Regions from separate parts of the Hordeum vulgare genome. Here region 2 is linked to region 1. A link is a contact called in public Hi-C data. All regions are on one chromosome and are shown on one strand. The core of a region is the stretch at or near the end of the contact, and the rest is flanking DNA. Distances in the headings are between cores, read along the strand shown.

Evidence for each region. Hi-C and Micro-C count contacts between places; a contact is called where the count stands out from the background.
Region 2: a contact with region 1 is called in a Hi-C map of seedling, with 5 times the contacts expected there. The contact joins the promoter of LOC123431696 here to the promoter of LOC123431639 in region 1. A contact is called at or near these places in 2 of 6 Hi-C or Micro-C datasets (leaf and seedling).

What each region holds. Positions count from the first base shown.
Region 1 is chr1H:292,983,428-292,989,603 of MorexV3_pseudomolecules_assembly, forward strand. LOC123431639 (pre-mRNA-processing protein 40C) reads right to left here and starts at 2,873. Exons shown (of 16, transcript XM_045115347.1): 1 at 2,276-2,873; 2 at 1,254-1,400; 3 at 948-1,139; 4 at 288-828; 5 at 59-198. The coding sequence starts at 2,698.
Region 2 is chr1H:293,562,707-293,568,882 of MorexV3_pseudomolecules_assembly, forward strand. It overlaps LOC123431696 (protein EXECUTER 1, chloroplastic), which reads left to right and starts at 2,979. Exons shown (of 13, transcript XR_006623300.1): 1 at 2,979-3,665; 2 at 4,866-4,982; 3 at 5,847-5,912.

The sequences.
Region 1 (6,176 bases), core at 1,623-4,122:
TGTCACAGACTAGAATGAAGTTATATTACTTGATAAAGCTATTCTTCGGTGCAACTACCTCCCCCTTGTAGCCAGGTGGTCTTTGATAAGTTGATTCCCCTGTCAAGGCATTGTAATAATATAAAACGCCGGCTTCTGTTTTGTGTGCAGACCACGTATCTGAATCCTGAATTCCGGCCATACTTCTGTCCTCCAGCCCTTCAGCATTACACATAAATCATAAGAACTGGAGAATTAACAGGAACACTAAGACTCAACATGAACATCAGCTCCAGTAAGAAGAATACCTGTTGGATGTTGTTCAACTGAAGTATGAATGGACTGCACAGATCCTGGATTTACAGATGGTTGTTCTTTGGGATCACCAGTTGTAATGCCTGGTGGTTGGATGTTGGGCAAGGACGTGGTCACAGAAGAAGTTCCAACCATTGGTGCACCAAGAGGTCCAAGAGAGCCCGGTGGATATGAATGGAAGGGAGCCTGCTGAAAGCTAGTAGGTTGTGGAGGATATCCCCACAAGGGTTGAGATGGATTACCATGCGCTGAAGGATAGGATGGATAAAACTGTTGCTGAGTTGCCCTTGGAACAGCACCTGGTGCAGCACCTGATGGCGATGTTTGAGGCAAAGAAGGAGCAGGTGGGGCTGGGCATGTAGGCCTCTGAAGGAGGCTTGGTGGAGTTGACAAGTTTGAAGGACGTTGTCCAGGTGCAGAACCCCCAACAGACCCAAATACCTCAGGGCGAGGTGGCAGTGACTGCACTGTATGGGGACTTACCTCTGGGGCACTTGGGGCATCCGACTTCGAAGCATTAACATCCAGGTTACCCTGTAATAATTCCAAAAAAAAATCAGTGCCTCATTGACAAGATTCGAGCGGTGGAAGCAAGCCAATCGAAGCATGCAGTGCTTAAAGAAAACTGGAGGGCTTAGGGGTCAGGACTGTGCCTGTTGGTTTGCACCATAAAGAATATTGGACGTCCTGGGTGGCACTGGAAATGGCAACCGAATAGATCCAGGAGGATTTGGAGCCATATGGCCAGGGAATGGTGCACCTGGGCGAGGCAATTGCCCAGGAGCAGGAGGTTGCAAGGATGCTGGCAGAGCAAACATAGGGACTTGGACAGCATGGTTTGTCCTCTGGAAGAAAATGTGGCATTAAGTGTTAGTGCGTTACAGAAGAGGATCGGTTCATTAAAAACTAATAACAAGAACAATAGTAATGCTATTAATAATAAAGCCATGAGAAATTACAGTGTCAAGTTGAAACTGCTGACCAGTAGGCAGGCTAGCATTGGCATGTGAGACTACATTATATGAGAAAGAAGGTCTGTTCCCGAAATACTGCCGTGGAGCTGGTGGCTGGAGAGCCGCTGGAGGCATTGGACGAGCCATCGGAGCCTGGAAAGGAAGAGTGATAAGAATACTAGTTATGATAATCTAACTTGAGCATCGTCGAGTTGTTTTGCAGTGATCATAAGTCAAATTTCGTTTACTCCTTTAAATGTTGCAGAAGCAGGATGCAAAAGCCATGTACATTTAGTTCCATTAAGAATTTTCAGTTGACTAATCATGAAAGCTATACAAATGAAACATGCAGCAGAATTATCACTGATTGAGTAGGCTTCTAGGCATTCATATGAAAAATTCAGAAATCTTTATGCAAGAACTCCTCGATCTAGTAAGGTTCACGTCAGACGTCCGTGGACCGTGATAGAGAAAGGTCACCTATCTGTGTTTTCCGTCAGATGAAAAATCCAGCCAAATGATGTTTTACCAAATGAAGGTGAAAAACAGTGCAGCAGGCATAACAGCAAAGTTACAACATAATTATGCAACATAGTAACATACACCTAAAAGAGCAATTTCTTTGACAAAAGCATGAACTAGGCATTCATGTTGAAGCTGACAGAAACAAACCCATTATCCTTTTTTTAACCAGAGTGATATATGACCCTCTTGGCAGGAGGACTAAAGTAGGTTTATATATGAGTTTGAAATTACTAAGTTCAGAGTGTCGCTACATAAACAACACAAGGGACTGGCTTCTGCAACTAAAAATTGCATCATATGTCAGCGGCTCAGCACCTATCATCAGAACTAACCAAAATATAGTCCCCGATGCTAGCACCATGTATCCTTTGAACAAAATTACACATTACCTATGCGGATCATACACCAAACGCAAGAGAAAAACGATTTTCTTAAATGAGCGTCTGGTAATAGTTAGGTTAAGCATATAAGCTGAAGAAAGGGATAGGATACTGATACTCTACCGGAGCGGAAGCTAGCTGCTGGTGGGCCACACCGCTGCCCATATGCTGCGGGGGCGGCGGCCTGGGCAGAACGTTGTAAGAGAACGCGGGCACCGGCGACGACGCCGGAGGCGCCATGTACGCCGGCGAGCCAGCGAACTGCGGCCGCGGCGGCCCTGGAGCGGCAGCCGAGGCAGGGGAAGCAGGCGGCGGTGGCACTGAGGCACTGGAGGTGGAAGTGGAGGTAGGTGTGGGAGCGGGAGCGGGGGCGGGAGCGGGCGGGGCATCCGCAGCTGCCACCTCTTCCACCGCTGGTGCCGCCGCGACGGCGCCAAGATCGTATGCTTCCTCTGGTTCAATCACTGGGGCAGCTTCCTCAGTCCGAGAAGGCTCGTCCGTCTGCGGGTTGGCAGAGTCGGAGGCGACCACCTCCGGCGTCGCCATGGGAGTAGAGTGTGGCCTAGGGTTTTGTAAGGCGAACGGGGCCGGACAGGCGTCGCGAGAGAGAAGCAACCAACGGAAGCGATGAAGAGAGAATTAGACAGCGGAATCTTTGAATTGGACCGTGGGTGCCCGTAATCAAGCTTGGGCTCGGCAGCACCTGAAAAGCCCACAATCTTGCCATCTAGGGTCCGTTTGGTTTGTCCAAAAGGAGAAAGCAACTAATAGTACTACATGCGACCCCGATCATCGTCGGCCTCATCAAGTCTTTCCAGGATATATATATACTCTTTACCCTTTTCGTTAGGGTTTTTATCCTTTTGACGTCGATGGCGACGTAGAGACACATTATTTCCATCTCCGCCTTGATCTTGGATCGTTCTTGCTCTCGATGGTCAAGGGGCAACTGTGTGTTGCTGCCCGGCCTTGGCGGGACATCGAGGGGCCGGTAGAGGAGGGGTCCCTTACATCTCTTGACCATCTAGGACAGGGGGCTTCCGATCTACATCCACTACATCAATGACTTCGTATAGCAAGTTTGACGCGTCTAGCAGCAAGGGCAAGGGTCGGCTAGAGGATATGATGGAGCTAGCACTAGAAGGGGTGATCTAGATGATGTTGTGTTTGAGGATGAAGATGCGCCGGTGGAGGAGAACCTATGATGGATGATAATTGCCTCAGTGCATATAGAGAAGGGTTTTAGAAGCTATGGTTTCTTCCGAACAATGCGTGCAACATGGGATCAAGCTAGAACTGTCCAGATCCAAACCTTGGAAGAAAACTTGTTCATTATGCAATTTGATTGTCTAGGTGATTGGGAGACGGTGACACAGGGAGGCCCATGGCACTTCAAAGGCATCGAGTGCTCATTGCTCCTTATGACGAATTCACCAAGCCATCTTCAATAGAACTTTTCACTTTTGAGGTTTGGGCTAGGATCATTGATCTCCCTCCTGCGTACCATGGAAAGGTCAAGGCGTTGGCATCGAAGCTTGTCAAGTTTGTGGACGTCGAACCCTTATCTTTTGACTTTGAAGGAAATTTCTCAGGGTGCGAGTCAGGCTTGATGTTCATATTCCCCTAAAAAAGCGATCTCTTTGACTAGAAAAGGAGAGCGCGAGATCTTTGCAGTCAGGTACGAAAGGCTCTCGGATCGGTGCCAGGTGTGTGGCTTGATGGGACACCAGTACAAAGAACATGATGACGGTGTGCACCCTCCATCTGCATTGGTTTTCAAAAACCTTCATGCTCCTGCCACTACCAGTTGGGCGACCAAGAGGAGAAACACTTCTCAGCAATCGAGATCGGGGGTTAAAAATGACACCCCTGGTAATAATACAAGTGAGACCGAGGCGGGGGACATTGAGGTTGATGAGATGGACCCGAGCCGCAAATGTCCCTTTGAGGTTGTTGTTGTAGAAAACCCTTCTTCAGCACACGGGTTTGAGCTTGTGCCGGTGTCCAAGGGGGCAATGGATGTGCAATTTGTTCTCCCTATCCCTCCACCAAAGCAAGAACCTAAAAGATCCAGAACATCAGCTACAGCAGATAAGAGTGTTGGCATGGACGGGAAGAAGGCAACTGGTGTCAAAACTAATAATGCGTGTTTGGTGGCCTCCTCTGGGGAGGATCATCGTGCGCCATGAATCTGTTAAGCTAGAATTGTCACGGATTGGCAACGCCCCGACAATTCATATAGATGCAAAAATCAGTATGCTCGGAGGAGATCTATGGAGGTTCACATGTTTCCACGATGAGGCCCAAACTCATTTGCGCTACCACACGTGGGACACGATGAAAAATCTGTCGATGCTACATGATATCCATTGGCTTTGCATGGGTGATTCCAATGAAGTATTACGCCACGACGAGCATGACGGTATCGGGACTCGAAGTCAATCACAAATACAAGGGTGCCATGATGTCGTCGATGTTTGCAGTCCGGTAGACTTGGGGTATAAGGGCAGGACGTGGACTTATGAGAAACGAGTTGTTGGTGGCACTTTTACACGGGTCTGGCTAGATAGAGCACTTGCAATGGTTGGTTGGCGTACACAATTTCTGAGCGCCATTGTAGAGCATCTCTCGCTGGCTTCATCAGATCACTCGCCAATCTTACTGTAGCTCGATCCTAGGACAGAAATCAGGAGTGCGAAGCGCTTCCAATATGAGGTGATGTGGGACAAACATGATGAGACGAAACCGATGGTGTGTTTTGCATGGGAGATCGAGGGTCACACCTCTTCGGCTACTGAGGTACAGATCAAACTAGAAATGTTGGCTCTTAACCTGGGCGACTGGTCGAGGTCCACCTTCGGTGGTGTTCGTGGCGAAATTCGAAGCCTAAAAAAGGAGCTTGAAAGGCTTAGAGGCGAGGTGGCAAGGATAGGACCGTCTCATGCGGAAACAAAGATTAATGTTCGATTGATGTACTTGCGTGAGGGACTTATGTGGCGACGTCTATCGCATGTGGAGTTGTTATCTGCAGGTGACCGCAATACACACTTCTTCCATATGAGAGCGTGAATGAGGAGGAGGAAGAATCTGATTAAGGCATTCAAAGAACGGATGGGCAAATAACAACGGACATGACAGAAATGCAACAACTTGCACTAGACTTTTAAAAGAATCTTTACACTTCTGAGGGAGTGCAAGGTGTGTCCGAGGTGCTAGAACATGTCCCGAGTAAGGTCACTCCGACTATGAATGCCATCCTTTTGGCATCGTATGTTGAGAAGGAGGTGAAGTAGGCACTGTTCTAGATGTTCCGAGCGAAAGCACCAGGTCCGGATGGGTTTCCGGCTCACTTTTTCCAAAGGCGCTGGGATGTCTGTGTCATAAAGGTGGTTCTTGGTATTGTTCGGGGCGAAGAGAGCCCAACGTGTCTTAACGATACCCTACTCGTACTAATCCCCAAGGTAACAAGTCCAAAATTATTGTCTCGATTTCGACCAATCAGTTTATGTAATGTCTTTTACAAGATTGCCTCGAAAGTGCTCGCGAACCGGCTCCAAAAAATTATGCCGGAAATTATCTCGAAAGAACAATCAGCTTTTGTGTCGGGGAGACTAATCACGAACAACGTTATTTCTGTCTATGAGTGCCTTCATTTCATGAAGAGGAATGGATCAAAAAATAACAGTTTATGTGTTCTCGAGCTCAACATGATGAAGGCTACGATAGAGTTTAGTGGGCTTATCTTAGATCTATCATGGAGAAGATAGGCTTTGCGGCACATTGGGTAAATGTAATCATGAACATGGTGAGATCTGTCTCTTTTTCAGTAATGTTTAATGAAACAAATCTGAAGAGTTCAAACCTTCATGTGGCATCCGACAGGGATATTCCATTTCTCTATACCTGTTCTTATTGGTAGCATAGGGCCTTTCGTGCCTCTTGAAATCACAAAATCAGTCATCCCAGCTTAGCGGCATTAAGGTGGCTCCATCGGTGAACCATCTTTTATTTGCGGATGATGGCG
Region 2 (6,176 bases), core at 1,729-4,228, 580 kb after region 1:
GTGAATGATTGACATTACTGTCAATGTTTTCAGGACACTACTGGCAATGTTACTAGCTCTCATGTTCCTGGATCATCTAGCTCTCAACCTGCATCTCAATCTCCAGCAACAACAAGGCAGTTTAAACCTCCAAGAAACAAAGCTACAGCTACAACAGCCGGTACTTCAAGCTGCTCCAGCACCAAGAACTGCAACACGTCCTTCTCAAGTTGCTCCAGCACCAAGAACTGCAGCAGGTCCTTCTCAAGCTGCTCTACCAACAGGAAATCCAGCAGTTGTGAGAGGCAGAGGAAGAGGAGCAAAGAGGGGCAGACCCGCTTCTTCAATTCCATCTTACTCATACTTCACTTAAAGTGGCAACTACTGATGTAACAACACACCTGATGCTTTTGTGCTTGTAACAACCCGATGCACACCTGATGCTTTTGTGCTTGTAACAACCCGATGCACACCTGATGCTTTTGGTGATCTTGTAATATGCAGACCTGATGCAGATCATATTACCTGTTTATGACTCTAAATATTGCACACTCTGTTGTTCATTGCACATTGCACATTGTTCATTGCACCTATCTTGTTTATGAATCATATTTCTTATAATATGCAGACTCTGTTGTTCATTGCACAAACATAATCAGACTTTGTTGTTCATTGCACCTATCTTCCAATTCAATAACCAGTACACAAACATAATAAACAAGTTCATTGCACATTGCACTTGCATAAACCAGTACACATTACACAAACCACACACACTGCAATAACCAGTACACATTACACAAACCACACAACACCGTTGTTCTTTAAACTACAAATTTCCCTAACACTAAACCAAGGACAAAGATAGTGAACACATAAAATAGATTTATATATTTGTTTTTCATTGCATCCAGCTCTGCATTCTTCACCTTCATCTGCTCTTGGAGATTCATAGGAAGCATGTCTGCTCCTGCTTCATCTTCAGCCATATGGACATCTCCAAATGCATCTTCAGCGAGAGCCAGACGACCATCACCCTTCAGCTTCCACACCTCATTCCTCAAATCCCCAATTAAATCACTAAAAATCTTTGGCAATGAAGGATCATGCGATTCAACGAAACCACAACCACCATGCTATTCAATTACAAAACGAATCAATCAACAAAGGAATGCTAGAAACAGACGAAGAACACAAATGCTAGCAAAAATCAGGGGAGACAAACCATTGCATCCACACACGCATAGTACCGCCGCCCTGGATTCATCTCGCTCCACGAAATCCATCTGGATGCCTTCCTCCTTGGGTTGAAGTGGCACATCTTCGCCGGCTCATACGCCATAGCGCCCTAGCGGTATGGGACCGGCGACCTCGCATCCATGCCCCGCCTACCAGACGCACGGCGGAAGCCGGGGGCAGAGGAGGGTTTTTTCACTATTTTGATCCGAGGGGGGTAAGATAATCACGTAACGAACTCGTTTGGAAACAATTTCACGTTTTGACCCTTTTCTTGAAACGCCATAATCCATGGCGTTGCAGCCATATTAAGAAACGCCACTCTAACGTGGCGTTGCAGACCTATTAAGAAACGCCTGTGTAGTGTGGCGTTTTTGGCCTTCTGTGAAACGCCATGCGCGTTGGCGTTTCTGAGGCAAATAACCATGCATGAGCTACTGTGCCGGTGTCACCGTGCCAGCAGGAGCAACAATAGTTTATTTTACTGCTGCTCATCATCCATGCTACTCTACGCCACACCATAGCCACATCCCATAGTTATGTGTGTGTGCGTGCCTGCCTCTGCATTGCCTGCATGCATGCATGCACTGTACTCCCTCCGATCCTCTTTAGTGGGCATTATTTTTTCTCCCATGCACAGTGTAGCTCGCATGCAAGACTTAAAAACGAGCAGAGAGGGGCAGTGACCAGTAGCAAACAGTAGCTGCGAACAGCGGCGCATGCCTGCATGCCTGCCTGCATGATGCGAACAGTAGCGCATGCATTGAAACGCCATGCGCCTTGGCGTTGCTACATAGCCTGAAACGCCATGGGACTTGGCGTTTCTATATAGGCTACAACGTCCAGCAGACTGACTTTTGAATGTAGGTCAGAAACGCCACGTTAGACTGGTGTTTCTACGTGGAGCAGCAACGCCACGGACTCTGGCGTTTCTAAAAAGGGTCAGATTCGAAAATATTTTCAGACTGAGTTCATTTTATGCTCATGTTTACCTGTAAGGTCAAAACAGTGAAAAAATCCGGCAGAGGAAGACCCCGATGACCACGACATCGCCCTGCCCACCGCCGTACGCCGACGAGAAATCTCCAATCGCCCCTGCGTCTCCGTGCCGCCGCCGTGCAAACCCTAGCTAAGAAGAGAAATCCCCAATCGATTTATCCCACTTCCAACGTCCCCATCTGTCAGCGAGGGCCCACCAGTCAAAGGATCCCGGTTGACTATGCCACGTAAGTGTTTTTCTACCCAAAACCACTCCAGGGTTTAATTTAGACTAAGATTTGACAGTTGAGAGTGCTGATTTTAGGGATTTGAACTTCGGGGTTCGATTTCGCTAGCCTCTATGAGTTCAAGGTTCATTTCAGATTTTTTTTATTAATATATGATATCACCCATTACAACCAGCGTGATACTACTCATTACGACCAGCTTAAGGTTATAAAATAAAAACTTCACCAAATGATGACAGTGTAAGGACTTGATGTGAGAAAACTTGAAAAGCCGATGCAAATGGACGGGCCCTCGGTTCATTCGGCCGGCGCGGACGACACGAGGTGCATTCGAGAAGCCCCGCTTCTGAAGAACGTGGCCGGACCCCACCAACCATCGTCCTCCTTTGTACCGAGTACCGACACGGTGAGCGCCACAGCATTTTCCGAGGACACAAGCAAGGCACATCTAGCCGCAAAAACTCGGAGCCCCGGCCCGCAAACAAGTTTCGCTCGCTGAGGCCCCACCCGTCATGTTCGCTCCCCACGAGGTTCGTCTGCTCCCCGCGAAAGTCTTATCAGTTGCGCCCGCCCTCGACCCAATCCACAGGAAAGGAGACAACGCGAGGCGACCACGCGGCACGAGCGCACGAGCACGATTCTTCCGGTGCGTCGCGCGGCGGCCTGCACCTCCACATCCGCGGCCGTGCCGACTCCGCCTCCATGGCGTCCGTCTACACCGCGCCCCGCGCGCCGCTGCCCGCCGCGGCCGCCTCCTTCCCCTCCTCGTCCTCGCGGCAGCCGGACCCCAACCCTAGCCGGTTCCTCGCCGCGCACCGCGGCCAGCGCCTCCTCCGCGTCCGCCGCCTGGCGGGCGCCGCGCCGACTCGCCGCGCCTCCGACGCTGCCTCGGTGTTTCGGTGCAGCGCGCGCAGCCCCGGTGCGGACCCCGGCGGCGAGCGACGCCGAGGCTGGGACGCGCTCTTCCACGACGCCTTCCAGGGCGCCGTGCGGCGGTGGAGCGAGTACGTCGGGAATTACTGGCCCTCGGTACACCCCTCGAAGGAGGCGGGTCGGTCGACGGGAGCGGAGAGCTCTCACGAACTGGAGGAGAGAGGGCAGGGAGTGGAGGAGGACGGCGAGGAGGTGGACGTGATGCAGGAAGAAGGGAAGTGGAGCTGGGAGAGGTGGAAGCAGCACTTCGCCCTCGTTCAGGAGAGCGAGCGCCTTGTTGATGAACTTCAGGTTGATTTTTCTCACTGATCAGTCACTACTTGTGAATATGGATGAGGTTTGCACAGAAAGCACCGTTATCGTCTTTTTTATAACATGTGATTACGAACATGGAACGTTTAGCAGTACAAATGTCCTCCATGGACCATGCCCGAATTCCATATTGCCCTTTTCTGCCGGACCATCTATACTTGACTTATCCTAGGAACTAGTAGGTTCTGAAGAAATTTAGGAAATGCGATACTCGATAAGCTCAATTGATGACGATTAACTGTTCCGAAGAAACTTACTCCTTAGGGAGCTGAAGCACTACTGAAGCAAGGCTCAAACTTAAACTGGCTTCTTTGGAGTGACACATTTTTTTCTCAAGTATCAACATGAATTAGTCGCCAATTTTTTTTTTTTGGTGTGTCTTGGAACTACTAATGTCGTGTTAGATCAATCCATTGATGGTACGCTATATCTTGGGCTTAGCACCATAATGTGTTCCATTTATGGCCTATGCCATCTGTTACCATGCCAACAACATGTGAGAGATACCGTGTCTACATTTGTATTGAAGGTTTGCAATGCTTATACCGCTATACACTTTCGTTAATAGGCTCAACGGTTTAATAGATTCACAAAGCATGCATCATACTGCTGATAGGCTCAGTGGTCTAATAGATTCACAAAGCATGCATCGTACCATTGATAGGCTCAGTGGTCTAATAGATTTACAAAGCATGCATCATACCGTGGTTTAGACTGATAGAACACCTATGCTCTTATTGTAGAGCTGGGGCTACAAATTACGGTAGAAGCAACGATAATATAGGAGTTACAGTTTGAACTACCTTTCTGAAATCACACCACTAAGCTTCATGATTGGCCGCCATGTATTATTGGCAAAAAGGTCTTACTTCATGACAACATAAAGAAGAGCCAGGAGCTTATTTGCATTTTATATGATGTTTGATGTTTTTAGAATTGTTTTTCATTAGGTGTGCCAGTTTTTTTGTATCTGGAATTGGAACCATTGAGTGCTGGTTGTGTCATATCTGTACATGACTAATTAAAAAAAATGTATGGGCAATATTGGGCATAACTTAGTTCTTTGCGCATTGCTGATAATACCATGTGCGTATTTTGTTTTTTGTCAATATATTTTCCCTCTTAATGTTTACTTCTATCAAATTGCAAATTTCCTGATGGCCGTGTATTGTGTTTCAGCTACAACTCCGCACTGCTGTGTGTAGAGAAGACTATAGGAGTGCCCACAAACTGAAGTTAGCTATTGCTGCTACATCAAGAAATGATACTGTTGGCAGAGCAGTATCTGAGTTACATGTAAGAAAATAAAAAATATCTGCTCTTTTGTCTGTGTATGGTTAATGATAAATGGCACCTTTGATCATTTTAGTTTGCTTGCGATGTCATGCTTCCTTTATTATTACTTTAAAATATCCTAGTTAGATGCCTGTCAATAGCTAGTGAAATAGTCCTCTGCTACACGGGGATGAATGTCTGGCAAGCTTACTGCTTTGGATGGAAACAGTAGCTAATAACTGAGATAACCCATTTATGGGGGCCATCAAGGCATACTCCCACTGAAAATTTCTCTCACCTATTGTATTTACCTTCCCCATCTTAATCAGCAATATCAGACCATGTCAGTTGTTGAAATGCCACTGGTAACAGAGTGACTATCACCAGTCACTTTTTCATTTCAGTGTTGCTGCAACTGGCTGTGACAGGCTGTTCAATTTCATAACTTGTGCTTTTGGGCCGTTATGAACCAGCGGCAACAAGGCTGAGCAGGAATTCTTTCACACAGCTGTCTAGAAATTAGCAACTGTTGCATCTGCTTGGAGGAACAAACTGTTGGATAATAAAATGAAATATGAAGTGATGGTGGTTTGAGCCCACGTCCCGAACAATGGAGCAATCACACACTTGCCTTCTGAGTTTTGTGCATAACTTCAATTCATCATGTATTAGTTCTGCTCCGGTGATCCAACCAGGGACCATGAACTGGGAGCCTGACCGAGTCATCTACCTGTCCAGTTCCCATAACTACGCTGTAGATAAGAGGAACCAATCTGAATGCTTTCAAGTAGAGTAACTGATTTGATTCATGATACCAGGAGTAGATTGGTAGTATGATATTAATTTGATAATTGAGCACGGTTTATCTAATGTCTTAACTCACAGAGGGCCATAGAAGAGGAGCGCTATCTGGATGCAGCTTATATTAGAGACCACGCTGGTGCAGGACTGGTTAGTAACACAAAGGCTCAACAGTCTGTTATTTTTGTGTTCTTAGACTCTATGGCTACAAATTAGCAACTATGAAATACGTAACATGCAGTATCACACACGGAGTACCATTTTAGTTAAGTCTGGATTAAACCCAAGTTAAGCTGAAGAGGTATGGTATGGTATGGTATGGTATGACATCACATGCCCACTGGCTATAAACTCATGCCACATATCAGATCGTTGCCTAGACCATGAGCAGAACATCATGCATTCTTGAACAGA